2 separate regions of the Mus musculus genome follow, and region 1 is linked to region 2. The links are chromatin contacts, called in public promoter capture Hi-C maps. All regions are on one chromosome and are shown on one strand. Each heading gives the region's core, a stretch centred on a gene start, on an enhancer-like site or on the middle of the called end of the contact. The rest is flanking DNA. Distances are from core to core; before and after follow the strand shown. Region 1 holds the start of Gbp8 (guanylate-binding protein 8). Region 2 holds the start of Dmp1 (dentin matrix protein 1).

Region 1 (3,087 bases), core at 205-2,704, 850 kb after region 2:
TTACATGATTTCTGCTTTGCCAGGCTGGAGAACCTGGTGTCAGAGTCTAGAGTCACATGATCGTGTGTGATTTGGCTTCTTATAACTCACTGAGGCTGAGGTTTGCTTTGGGCTAACATATATATCATTTGAAATTAATTGCTTAGTTTTGCTGATGTTTGCATCAGCACGGACTAGGTTATTTTAAGAGCTACATGATATTGTTCCTCAATAATTCTTCAGACCCTGTGACAAACATTGAGGAAGTCCCAATCAAACCACAAGGCATCACTTCATACTCATCAGGATAGCTACCACACAATGCAAAAATGAATACATGTCACCTGGAATTTAAACAACTCAGGTGTCTGTACTCTGCAGCTAAAAACACAGAATATTCCCTCAGGGAAAACAGTCATGGCTTCTGAGAAAATGAATAGTTTCATATGATCTAACAACTCTTATTTGATTACAACACAAACAAACTAGCAAACAAGGACTTGGATGGACCTTTGATCTGTGTTGTTCATCGCAGTTGTGTTTACAATACCCACAATGTGGAAACAGCCCAGTCTCCCATCAACAGATCACCAATAGATGCATACATTAACACAGTCTGATAGCACACACAATAGAATATTCTTCAGCCAGAGAAGGGAATACAATTAATTACTTTACCCAACTTCATAGACCTTCATAGACTTAAAGCCAGCCACAGACCCCTGCAGGCCAGACAACACATAACCTGCCTCCCCTGCCCTCAGTCCCAGATAAGCAAGAGGACATTATGCCAAGGGCAGAGAATGTGTACAATCCCCAGAAGTCACTTGATTCCACAAGACAGTCTCTCTGCAGCTTAGACCCATTAATGAGATAAGAAGAGCAGCCCAAACAAAATGCATAGAGCCCATGGGATCTCTATATCTCCCCCACCCCCTCCAAAAAAAGAAAACAAAACAAAACAAAAACTAAATATCAAGAGACAACTTTGCTATCTACTTACTAAACTTAATAAAAAGTACGTCAGGAAGAAACTAAGTTTATGTCCAAATAGATGTTTGCCAAGCCCTTTTGCTGAATTTTCTTCACAAGGTTCCTCCACAGAAAGACATTCATCTGGCTGTGAACCAGGGCAGGAGCTGTAGCTGTGGTCCCAGCTGAGGCAGGACCAGGGCTCTTCCCACAGCTTCACCAACAGAGCAGGGCAGCCAGGAGTGTCAGGCTGCCACTTTGTATCTGTCCTTTGTCAGAGGAAAGAAACTCACCTCCTAGACCTAAAGCCAGCCACAGCCCCCTGCAGACCAGAGAGCACAGAACCCGCCTCCCTTCCCCCTCCCTCAGTTGCCACTTTGACTTGGAAATCAAGCTGGGGTCCAGACTAAGTTGCTCCTTAAAGAAAGGAAAAGTAAATATACCTGGTCCCACAGCACAGGTCCAAGTGCAGTTCTCAGCTGCTGCTGCCTCCTCAGGCTCACTTCTGCTCTCCTCACTTCCTGCTCTCTTTGCTCCTCCTTTATGTGAGCTGACCACACACACACACACACACACACACACACACACACACACACACACACACACACACTCACACAGGCAGCAGCAAAAACAAAATTGAAAGTAAAGTAAACCAAGGCATTGTTAACTTGCCCAAGACTGGAAGGGGAGGTCAGAGGATGCTTAGTGTCAGAAAAAGCCAGTGAGAAACTGTGTTGCAGCCAAGGGACAGCAGGCCTCCACTGTGGAAAGAGTTTACATTCTCTTTCTTTGGAACCCATCTCCAGTTTCCTCCAGCCTTCTAGGCACAGATAAAGCACAGTAAACCCAGGGCCCCATCAGTGGAAATGACACAATCTGGGAGGATTGCAAGTGTGCTTCTCTCAGGGGAAATTCCAGGTGCTTCTTGAGCGAAGAGCTTTAATGTTTTAAACCTGTGTTTTCTAAAACAGGAACCATCACTGTTGCCATTTCTTCTGGACTCTGCCCCACAGTTACCTGGCAACAGCCAGGTGGACATGACTCACTATAAAAAGGGCTGCTTGTCCACTCTGCCCCCCCCCCCTCAATCTCTCTCCCTGAAATCTTCCTCTCTTCCTTTCTTACCCTCTTTCTTCTCCATTCCTCTCCCTGCTTCCTCCCTTCCTTTTTCTCTGTCTCTACTACCCTCTCAAATCCCCTCTTCATGTCTAAAATAAACTCTATTCTATACTATACAATTGTGTGGCTGGTACTTCAGGAGGACAGGATTCCTCAGCATGTGCCCTCTGAGACACCACCTACCACCTCAACATACCACGCCTCCACCACACATATCCCTGGCTTCTTTTTCTTTTTCAGAAAACACAACAGTTGATCTAAAAACTGATTTTAAAGAAGTAATTAAAGAATAGTAAGTAGGAGTTGTGTTCAGGGTAGAAGCTAAGAAAACTCACTTCTGAGATGGAAGCTTAAAAATGAAAGCTTTATTTTCTGAGCCCTTAGGAAGGCAGCCAGTTTGGGATCTGAACTTTGTCTCTGATGGGAGATTGAACACCATTTGTAAAGGATGAAACACAAAGCGGGGGGGGGGGGGGCAGGGAGCTGCAGAGCGATCCATTGTGATTTCACAGGAAGGATTAAACAAGGGAGTACCCCTCAGAGACTGGGCCATATCCAGGCACCTAGCTTCAGGGTCCTTAATTTACTCTCCTAGACATTTGGTGCAGAACTCAGAGTGATAAAGGGACAAAGGAGCAGGTCAGCAGCATGGAGGTAAACTGGTACCTTAATTCTACTTCAGTGAACTCTCCCCCTATTCATCTGTTGGGTCCACATGGCCACCCATTTGCAGGCCCAGGTAGAACACACACAGAGTCCACACCAGGACTGGGAAGAAGTTCATGTCAGCAGGTTCTTGGATTCCACTAAGGCCAGGGGAGTCTCTGGTCTGGAACAGAGCAGGGATGTGTCCAGTTCTTGTCAGTTGAGTGGCACTGCTGAGACAGGATTGAGGGGAGCAGCAGGAGCAGGGCTCTCTCTAACACTTGCTAAAGCCTTTTGTTCACTTCAGCACTCAACTGAATCTACAAAACATCAGGATAAACCTGTGTGTTCCTTTCCCTGTGTTTCTCTTCT
Region 2 (3,262 bases), core at 414-2,913:
TGCCTGAGCTCCCAGGCAACCGTCCTATGAAGGAGGACCCTGAACGTCTATCCAGTCAAACCTCCTGAGGACTTCAGGCTGCTCTGTAAGAGGTGGTGAACAATAGTTGTTTTAAAGTTACAAAGTACAAACTACAAATTATCGGTTGAGGTTTTGAGGAAGCAATAGATAATCAACTACGAGATTCGTTTCAGCTGTTGTCTCCTTTTGACTTTGCTATCGAGTTGGTCCTTGCCTTGGGTGTGGGAATTTGTAGAGTCTACAGCAATGCCCTCCTCCCAACCCTTTCCCAGAATCCACTCTCACATGAGATTATAAGGTTCATTTAGGATAGACCTCAGGCAGGGCCGTGGAGCCACCAGAGAGTCTAATTCAGAACCAGAACAGAACACGTGTCCTTTAGAGCTCCTCCCCATGGACGGTGGCCTTCTGACCAACTCTGCATGAAAATAGCCTCCTCCTCTTCATATCCTGCCCCGCCGCCGCCCAAGTTTACGCTTACATTGTATAAATCTAATAATTTACATATTTGAAAATGTTTTCCAGGCTGTTATATCTAAAAAGGCAAGTGAGTCATGCAAGTGTTTCAGTCAAGGTAATTGTATACCCCAATCCATCCATTCATACAAAAATATATTTACTGAGGACTTATGGTGACCCAAGAATTGTCCCTGCCATTAGGGGCATTGTGGTATTGTGTGTACTTCACTTAACAAAACAAGCATCCTTACCCTTGGGGAAATTAAAGCCTGGTGCTGTATATTATATCATTGAAGCGTTTATTTAGTGGTATGCGATTGTTACTTGAGTATGCTCCTGAACAAGTGCCAAACCCACTTCCAGAACCCTCAGCCAACTTCAGCACACTCCTCAGAAAGACTCTAGCAAACAGTGTTTTCATTTCGGTTCTGGTGATGGAGTAGACGCTCTTGGCAATACTTCTCTGGATGTGATCCACCTAGTTAGCATTCCTCTAATTCAGTTCTGATTTCAAAAATTACTAAAATGTGCTAAGTAGTTTCAGGGGATAATGGAGCATTATTTTGTTGTTGTTGTTGTTAAAAATAAAAGTTACCGAAGGAGGCACTTTAACATTTCCTGTTCACATGGGATCGTGAGAATGGCACTTCCTTAGATCAGTAAGAATTTGGAGTCTTTGTGTATAGATGGGGTAAGGGGTGTTTAGTAGAGACTGTTACAAGAGGAAGAGAAGAAATACAAGGTCATATTCTCAACACTAACAACTTAGGAAAATGTAAACTTTTAGTAGCTTCCCTCACACACCACCTGGAAATAAGCACCAGCAGGAAGGTCTCTACCCGCCTCTGACTCGCCTTTCCCATCCCTGGGTCTTCTGGGATCTGTTAGTGGGCGGGAGACATGGTCATTGTTTATAATGCTCACAAGCCTGCATGGATGCAAAAGATATATATTTAGAAAGCAAAATAAAGCTTTAGGAAGATCTTCAATTTAATGGAAACTCGTCTAGTCATTTGAGAACCACAAGAGCTTTTTAGAGAAGGCCCACTTCTGCCAGCTGGAGGAAGTGTGGGTGTATGGGGTCCCGGTGACACCTGTGATGTCAGTCACCCCGAGCCTGAGGCTCATTGGCTCTGAGGAGCTGCAGCAGAGTTTAAATTCTGCACTGTCAGACAAGCCTTCTGAGCAGCAGCTGGAGAGTGGCTTCTCTGAGATCCCTCTTCGAGAACTTCGCTGAGGTTTTGACCTTGTGGGAAAAAGACCTTGGGAGCCAGAGAGGGTAAGGCCATTCCATCATTTAATTCTTAAAATGACTTTAGCTTTGGAGTTTAAAAATATGAAATACGAACATGTTACAAGGCATTGATTTCCAGAGGAAGATGGGGAAGAGCTAAGTTTGAGTAAAACCTATTCTTATTTTTGTTTTTTGGGGTCACTGTCACAATAGCCAATGACACTGATATTAAAAATGACATGGTAAGTCAAAAGAGCCAGGTGTTTGCCTGGTGATGCCTTAATTAGATCTCTGTCTAATTATTTTGAAAGAGAACATTTACTAAATAGGAGGCTGATGGGAAAGTCCTGTTAGAGTTTAGCTTTCATTAATAAAACACAACTTTTATCTGTAGGCTTCTTAGAGGTGGTGATGCGAAAGTATCTAAATCAGTGTAGCAAGTGTTTCAAAATGCAGACAGGTAACTGAATGCCTCTCAGCCTGGCTTATTCAGAGAATACGGTGGCCATTATGAATTGTGTATACAACTGAAAGGTGATCATGACAGTGTGGCTTTGGGTAGCTGGATCCTCATGGTAGTATAATGCTTTGCATGCAGATGGACTCCAATAAATGCTGAGTGGGATTACCTGTTAGGTAGGACACACACATACTACACACACATATACATACATACATACATACATACATACATACATACATACAAACAAACATACACACACATACATTAGGTAGGACACACATACACATATCACACACACCACACATACATACACACACATAGATGCACATGCACATACATTAGGTAGGAGACACACATACATACACATACCACACACACACACACACACACACCTCGTACCATATACACATATACATTAGGTAGGACATACACACACACCTATACACAGATATATTAGGTAGGACACACACACACACATACACACCTACATTACATAGGACACACATATACATTAGGTAGGAGATACATAAATACTACACACACATACACTCCCACCAGACATGATTTTACTCTGCATTACTTCACTTCATCAGTAGCTGGAATATCTATCCTTCTGACAGAGAGTAGCCAGGCCATGTGTCCTACGAAGTTCTGAAGACACCGAATGGAGAAAGTGAATTGTCCTCTGTGAGAGCAAAGACTCCTGGTTTCCTCAGGTTTCCGTTTGATTGACACTCTTGTGGCCTGCCTCTATTTAACCCTGTTGATTAAACACATGAGAACAAAGAATTTTCTGCAGATTCTTTAGTCTGTTTACTGTTCACCAAATGGTGATGTGGACCAGGGTGTCTCAGAAGTTTAGAGGTTTCTACAACCTGTATTTGGGGCACTTTGTGATTATCCTGCTGTGGAGGAAGGAGTATAATACTTGGGTTGGTAGCAATTGTCCTAGAGACACTCACAATTACTGGAAAGATGGGAAAGCTTTCTTTGTTCATTTAGTTCTCTGAATTTTAATAGAGTTTGTATTCTGAGCAAGTTGCACTTTATTTTCAAAGAGTAATGGTGAAGAAATTAAAACAATT

Evidence for each region. Promoter capture Hi-C pulls out the DNA fragments that hold promoters and counts their contacts.
Region 1: a promoter capture Hi-C map of the C10 cell line shows a contact between it and region 2, with 5 times the contacts expected there. The contact joins the promoter of Gbp8 here to the promoter of Dmp1 in region 2. A contact is called at or near these places in 3 of 39 promoter capture datasets (the C10 cell line, the HPC-7 cell line and stem cell-derived epiblast-like cells).

The regions. Positions count from the first base shown.
Region 1 is chr5:105,052,107-105,055,193 of GRCm38.p6, forward strand. It overlaps Gbp8 (guanylate-binding protein 8), which reads right to left and starts at 1,455. Exons shown (of 10, transcript NM_029509.4): 1 at 1,395-1,455.
Region 2 is chr5:104,200,954-104,204,215 of GRCm38.p6, forward strand. It overlaps Dmp1 (dentin matrix protein 1), which reads left to right and starts at 1,664. Exons shown (of 6, transcript NM_016779.2): 1 at 1,664-1,759.